2 separate regions of the Rattus norvegicus genome follow, and region 2 is linked to region 1. A link is a contact called in public Hi-C data. All regions are on one chromosome and are shown on one strand. Each heading gives the region's core, a stretch centred on a gene start, on an enhancer-like site or on the middle of the called end of the contact. The rest is flanking DNA. Distances are from core to core; before and after follow the strand shown. Region 1 overlaps Cmya5 (cardiomyopathy associated 5). Region 2 has its middle 47 kb from the start of Homer1.

Region 1 (3,843 bases), core at 299-2,798:
GAGTGTATAAGTGAGTGGGTGAGCAAGTGAATGTAAACAAATGTCATGGGATATTGAGCTTGGATCAGGTAGGTAGACTTGTTTAACCAGAGGTTGACAGTACTCAGTGACTTTAGAAATGCAATAATTTGGAGGGGACGGTGACAAGCACTAAAGAATTGCTCAGTTACATTGTCTGCGGGGAACGTCTCTGCCTTCTGTGGCTTGTCCCAAAGCTGCCCCTAGACTGAGGAGGGATAGGTCCAGCCTTCGTTTGTTCCTTCAGAGAAGAATCCTCTCTGGAACGTCTTCAGTTCAAAAATCCTACAGCCTGATCTGGTAAAGTGCAGCCTATGTGGGAAGGTTAATCTCCGTTGCTCTACCTACCAACTTCAGTGTCAAAGCCCACTCCCCTACGGACCTCCCACGCTTCGTTTGTATGCGCTTTTCTTCAGGAAAACGCACATGCTAAAAATCACCCATCGTCCTGTACTGTTCCATTGTATCTCTCATTCAGTAAAGTTTCTAATACATCTACTTAGACTATGGAGTGGGCAGATAGGTGTCTGTCACTGAACTCCCTGCACGGTGAGCTGAGTCCCGTGGAGATGAGGTAGGGTCTGGTTTGGACTCCTAGTGGTTTTCTTTCAGTCCCAGTGTCCCTGCTGCCAACCTTTCTCTCTCCATCCAGCAAAAGCAGCCCTGTTTTGTCATGTACTTGGCAGGACAGCCTGACTGCCAATACAGACTGGCCCTAGAGGGACGCTCTGATGTCATCCCCCTGACCCTCTTAGGTTTGGGAGCAGCGACAGAGGCCCAGGCAAGGGGAGGGAAGGGAAATCAACACTTGCTCAGAGATCACATAGCTCATTCCAAACTCTGTCCCTCACTGTCTGCAGTGGTTTTAAAGACGATAATATCTCAAGGACACTGGCATTGCTTTCACCTAACTTTGTGAGAGAGAAAGTGGGAGGTAAAAATATTGAGTAATTTACATAATTTCAGAAAGCTTGCAGGACATAAGCAAGGATGCTAGCATGTCCTATGACAGGGCTTGAACTCTGTCTTCAAATCACATATAAATATTTATAACATGTAACATGCTATGCATATAAAGGCATGCACTCCATATAATTCCTATTAAACTGATACCTGTTCTCCATTTTCCAACTTCTTTCTATTGGAGCATAATTTTATTATTTTTAAGATTTATTTTCTATAAATTTTTAAAATTTATGTGTATATGTACTTGTCTGTTTGTGGTTATGCATACATGTATCTGGGTACCTGCAGAGGCCAGAAGAGGGTGTCTGGTTCCCCTGGAGTTACAGGTAAGCCATCCGACATGGGTGCTAGGAACCAAACTCATGTCCTCTGTAAGAACGACATGTGTTCTCGACTGCCGAACCCTCTCTCTATCCCAAATAAGTGATTCTTTTAATTTACCCTTTTTTTAAGCAAAAGCATTAAGCGCCCAGAAAGTTGTTGCCAACTCTGACCAGCACCCTTGCTATATTAAGTTTCTTAGTGTGTACTGGAGAGAGTCATCCTAGTGTTTAAAAATAGACATTGGGCAACCCAGCACACTTGGGTTTCAGAAGGTCAAAGCTGGTGACACCAAACACTTCTCTGTGTGCCATTAGGGTCACATGATACACATCGTAGGCATTTACCGTAATAGCCACAAAATTCTCATACTTTCTTTAATGTGAAGTAAGTGTAAGGTGGTAAATTTTTAAGTTTTTCAATCTAGCTTTTCTCTTTCTTTTGAGTTTTTAAAAGTATTTTTATTAATTTCTTTGAGAATTTCAAATATGCATATAATGTATATTTATCATATTTACTCCATCCCTCCCCTGACTTCTCTCAGATCTGCTCCCCACATACTTTTATTTGTTTGAGATAGTCTCATATTTAAGCTTAGACTGGCCTAGAACTCATGTAGCCCAAGTTAGCCTCGACAGCAATTCTGCTAGCCCAGCTCCCCAAGAGCCGGGATAACAGGTACATGTCGCCTAGGGTATGGTCCTGGAAGCGAGGGCCTTAGGAAGGGAAAGATGGGGGCTCGGCAGTGAGTGGGCCTATTTGTGGCCATGCAATTGTACCCCATCTTTCTGGCTGATAGGTGCACATGGGGTACCTTTCAGGAAGCTGCAAACAACCTCCTCCTAACCCTTATCCTCAGGAGTCTCAGACCCCTCAAAAACATCTAATGTTTAAAGAGTGGGAAAAGTAACATGTTCGGAGAGAGAGAGCATGAGAGATAGTGATGATGAGATAGAAATGAAATCTGCCTGGCAACCAAATGCACAGTAAAATTGATTGGCTGATAGACTGGCAGAGGGATGAGGTCACAGCTAGGGGACCAAGGCAGATAACACTGAGGGAAAGGGGTCTTACTTGAATAACTTAACCAGGATCAGCAGCCTATCTTAGTAGAGACTACTGTGAAAGGGCAACAGCTTCTTCGATTCTTCTACTCCTTTTTGTTCCAGCTCACAATTCTGGCTCAGCCTGCTGGCTTCTATTCGTCAATCCCCTAGGTTTCCTTAGATCGACTTTTGCCATTAAACTGCCCAGAATCACAACTCAGAAACCTGGGTTTTGGGCACAGGATAGCCACCTAACAGACTTGATATTGCCACACCTAAGTTATTGGCCCCAGATGAGGGTGACCATCAGCTGGGGCCATGAGTTGTACCAGAAGCTAACTTACTAATATAAACCCAGGATGATCTGAGGATGATCTGGCCGAGCAGAGACTCCTGAGAAGGGGAGAAAACAAGCTTTTAAATGAGTGGGGACAGCTCCTCATGCCAGACCTCAGAACAGGACTTGAGATTCACTGTAATTCAGCCATAAAAGAATTGATAGATTTGCAAAGAGAATATACAAAGTCCAATGAACACAAATGCTCACTGTGGTTAACCATCGGAAAAGTGCAGATTACAGCCACAAGCTATGACAACACACCTTCTAAGATGGCAATAACTGAAATAGTAATTATCGGTGAGAGTGACGACTCGTTGGCAACAGATAAAGATGACATGACTCATATAGGAGAATGCTATTTTATCACAAAACGCAACCGAGCATCTCGCTATGCTGCAGTGTGGATGAATTTGGAAACCGCAGGCTACGTGAAAGATCCAGGCATGGAGGGTCATATATTTTGTGATTCCATTAATACAAAATATCCAGACTAGCAAAGCCATTGAGACAGAAAGGAGATTAGTGCCTGACTAGCACTGAAAAATGCCATAGCCTTTGTGGGGAAGTGATTGGAGAAGACATTCAAAAATCAACCTTTGGTCTCCACATATGAGGGAGTCTCTGAGCGGGGACAGAGGACAGTTGCCAGACCCTCAGGAAGGACTTGAGTGTCTCCTGGAGCAGCAGACAGAAGCAGCATGGTCTCTGGGGAAACGTCCTTCAGACTCATGACCTTCCCTTGGGTCATTTAACATGCAACCTTCTTGAGTTTGCTTCTCCCACAGATATTTTACATTTTCATTGAAACAATGGAACAAGCTAGTTAATATATCTCAAATTTATGTTGGAAACCACGTTCAGCAGTAAATAAATACAACCGTCTGGAGTCTCTTCCCCATCACGGACCAGCAGGTTCTGACATTTATCCTGTTTGTTCAGGCATGCCTTTCCATCTCAAAGTTAAAGCTACCAGGAGGAGGTGCGGGGGCGCTCCACACACTCTCTTATACATGACAGTGTCTGCCTTCGTGGTTCAGCACTCTACTGAAATCCCTTGGCTATCTGGTATTGTCAGAAAGTGAATCCCTTCTAATCTGTGTGGTCTAGATTCCAGGCCTGTCCCTTCCGGGAGAATACTGCTTCAACTCACAG
Region 2 (3,968 bases), core at 1,065-3,564, 130 kb before region 1:
ACAGACAGACACACAGACACACACAGAGACAGATAGGCACACACATATATATACACACACACACTCACACAGAGACACACACTCATTTACACAGAGACACACACACAGACACATACAGACACATGCACTCACACACAGAGACACACAGATACATATGCACATAGAGATAGGCACACACACACACACACACACACACACACACTCATCCCTGGGCACACGGTGATTTCAGAAAGAAAAGCAGATGCACACTTGAATGGGGTTTAGGGTGAAGAAAGGTTTTCAAAGTAATTTCTTTTCCCCATTCAACTATAGACACATGGGGATCACAGCAGGCAGTACTTGGGAAGTGAGTCAATATCATTGTGTGTGAAGTAGATTATCTTTTCGCCATGGGATGTGCTCATTAGGAGCTATAAATACACCTGAAACCATAGATTCTCCCTAAGTGAAGTCTTTCCGAATTGCACTTAGTGTGATATCTACTTAGAGGATGTAAGAAAGCATTCAAATACTGCGTCCCTGAACTGACCAAAGAATGTAAGGGTTAAGGTGAGTTGAGGTGCTAGTGAGCTAGCTTAGCCAGAAGAGTCTTACACGTCAGGAAAGTCCTCAGTTTGAGCAGTGGATCTACATAAAAACTCCAGGTGTGGTGGCACACATGTTTAATCCTAGAGCTAGGTGGGGAGGCATGAGGACCCTTGGGGGCCTAATTGATGAGCTCCAACCCAGTGAGATTCTGTCTCAAAGGAGGTGGGTGGCATTTCTGAAGATGACAATAGTGCTGTCCTCTATCCTCTATGTGCATGCCCGCATACATCTATATGCACCTATACCCATAAAAATGCTTTAAAAGCCACGTATAAGATACATCGGGAGCAAGGGAATATGCATCATGTATTGAAAATTTCAAGGGATAGTTATGCCAAAGTACTCCCATGCCTGCCTCCATATCCTGCAGGGGAGTCTGCCTTGCTCACCTCTGTGGATTTGGTGGCCATGCTGCCTCTCCCATGACATTGCCTTCCTACTTCCAACTCAGAGCATGAGGCCAAAGGTGCTTTCCAGCTCAAACACTGCCGATAGTGACTGGCTGGAAGGAAGCCAAAGGTAAGCTCCCCAGGGACACGTTCTCATCTGTCTTTCTTGTCAAATTTATGTCGGCGTGTAGAAGTGTACCCAGCACGTATCGGGTGTCCCATAAATATTTGATGAATAAATAAATAAATGTGGGTTGGCCCAGACGGGCAAGCCTTGTCATCGGAGTGCACTCTTCGATCTTTGAGAACAAGAAAGGAAGCAACAGAGGCAGGCTGCAAGAGTGTTAGGGACTCAAATTACATCAAAACTAATGGGACACATGACCAGGCAGTTGAAACCTGATGGGGCTGACAGAAGATGCCAGGACACAGTGAGAGACAGAGAAGCTGCTTCATTTCCCGTGAGGCTGCCGGTGCTTGGATGCCCACAGCCTCACTGCAGTGTCTTAAATACACCCCACCCCCTCTCCTCCCCTCCTGCAAGGATGTTGAGTCATTCTCTGTTCTAATTATAAAAGCTTTGACTTAAGCAATAACATGCGTGATGCGGTAACGATGCCCCATGAGATGCTTATTGTAAGTACCAGCGGTGTGCTAACTAGGAGGAAGGTGTACCCCAGATCTAGAGCACATACAGTGCTCTAAAACACACACACACACACACACACACACACACACACACACACACACACACACACAGCGCTATGCTAAAATGCATGGATTGTGAAAATCTAGAGAACCAAGTCCAAAGACCAAGAAGACTAGAAAATGTCTGCCTATGTACCACTGACTACCACACACCGGTGCTGTTCTGGTTATGAGACCACAGTGTGCAAAGACTTGCCATGTTCTCTTCTGCTTCCTTTCGATTGCAGAGTATCCCAGGCAAGCCTGGAACATGCAGTTGTCCTGACACAGGCTCTTGTGTGCTGGGGTTACCGCTGTACACCACCTATCTTGGGCCTATTCTCCATCAGAATCGACACCTGAAGGGAATATGGCAGGAACAGGGAGGCTATGCAAAAGATGCAGACAGAGCAGGAAGCTGTGGGACGTGGAGAGTCTTCAGGACTTTGCCAGCAAGAAGCCTGTGGGAAAATGGTAGTGGAGATTCTGAGTAGCAAGAGGCAGTTTGAGGAAGGATAAGCACACAGACTCTAGGGAAAACCATCGTTTTGAATTGTGGGTCTGTGCAGGGCAGGAAGAACCAGCAGGAGGTGAAGATGGCCAGGGAAGCAAGAACAGAGACTGTCCCGAGGTGAATACAAACCAGGAAAGCCTGACAGCTCAGACATGAGTCACCAGTCGGAGGGAAGGGTGTCGTGGAGTCTAGGAGGGAGAGTGTTGGGTATCTAAACCTGAGGATGACAGAAGCTGTGATCTATAAACAACTTAGGCTATCCAGCAAGGCATGATTATGGATGAAAGCAAAACTGATAGCTTTCTGTAGACAAAAATCAATATGAAAATCAATAAAATTTGGTGATAACTATAGTTTAGCTACTGCTTAATAACCCCATTCTGTGGGGCTATGTCTCTTAGCAGAAGTGGCTTGCCCAGGGCTGCACTTCCCAAGGCAGGGCACCCGCTCAACTTGAAGTCTCTGGCTTGGAGCCCATTTGCCCCAGCTCTTTTGAGCTGTCTCCTGGAAAGTCAGATGAGCCTATAAGGAGGAAAAAAACATTCTCAAAGGCAGCAGAACTGTGGAAAAGACAAAGATAACAAGGGGGAGAGCCAATAAAAAGATTTTTAAAAAATCAGACTTTTTAAAAATAAATATAAAAGATCAGACATTTTAAAAATAAATATAGTTAAATGTATATTTTTATTCACTGAAATGCTGAGAAAACGAAAATATACCAACTTGGAACTTGAATCTTCCTTCATGTGTTGATTTTTGTATTTAAATTCAAGGCTAACTATCTTCATTTTTATTATTTTTTCATATTCTTATTCTTTCCTGAAAAGAAATTATTTTATAGTTTGTGAAAAGTGTTATTTTTTTCCTTTGGAGAATAATTATTTTTAAAATGGCAGGTGTCTCCCAACTTCTATACAGTTAGTCAACGGTTTACGCGATATTTGACTTAGAGCGCTGCCACTTTATGATGATGAGACAATACGGATCAAGGAAAACACGTACTTTGGATTTTGACCTTCTCCTGGACGAGTGACCTCAGTCCAACACGCACTCTTGGCAGAGGAACTGCACCTGCAGATCCCAGAAGAAACAACGAATCCTCCTCCTTAGTGTACTGTGTTGCTAAGCTGATTAGTAGTCTCAGTACATTAAATGTATGTCATGGGCTGTGGCAGTGCAAAGTGATAATTTATTTGATGTGGTCCCAGATTCCATCCCATGCACTTCAAACAATAATAGATGTGTTTAATCCAGCTTAAATGTTACAAAATACAATCATGCACTGAAACATAGCATGGTACCCGACTGATAAGAACATCACATGGCTTTATTCATCAACTCATAAATAAAAGAAAAAATGAATGCATTTCAGCCTGGGATGAATGGAGTTATTAAACCAGAACTCTGTCTGAGCCAGGGGATATCTATGACATATTGTGCGGTCCCTATAGCCAGCTTCTAGTGATGCTAAGCTGCACCTTCATGTAACAAGTCTTGTAAGGAACATGGTGTGCTCAAGCATGCACAACTCCCTTATCTTCACTCTAGCCCAACATTTCAACAGACATGAGATTTTTACTCCTGTTTTGCAGAGAGAGAAATTCAGTCTTAAAGTGGGTCAGCTGGTCTCCAACAGATTTTTACAAGATAAACATTCTTTTCCTTGAGCCCACCAGAAAAGCCAGATCTCAACTTGAAAAGTGTTGCCATCACTTTTTTAAACTCAGATCCACGTTCGTTTAACTCGCTGAGAGTCTGCTCTAGGCTGGGCACTACGTCAGCCATTGTGT

Evidence for each region. Hi-C and Micro-C count contacts between places; a contact is called where the count stands out from the background.
Region 2: a Hi-C map of psoas muscle shows a contact between it and region 1, with 2.0 times the contacts expected there. The contact joins two enhancer-like sites.

Annotation. Positions count from the first base shown.
Region 1 is chr2:26,100,721-26,104,563 of GRCr8, reverse strand. All of the region lies in intron 1 of Cmya5 (cardiomyopathy associated 5), which reads left to right. Among named protein-coding and RNA genes, the nearest start is that of Cmya5, 11 kb to the left of the region's middle. Within about 2 kb of position 1,548, at least 3 of the 93 cell types and tissues checked have an H3K27ac peak or open chromatin away from gene starts, as enhancers often do.
Region 2 is chr2:26,230,372-26,234,339 of GRCr8, reverse strand. No RefSeq gene overlaps it. Among named protein-coding and RNA genes, the nearest start is that of Homer1, 47 kb to the left of the region's middle. Within about 2 kb of position 2,314, at least 21 of the 93 cell types and tissues checked have an H3K27ac peak or open chromatin away from gene starts, as enhancers often do.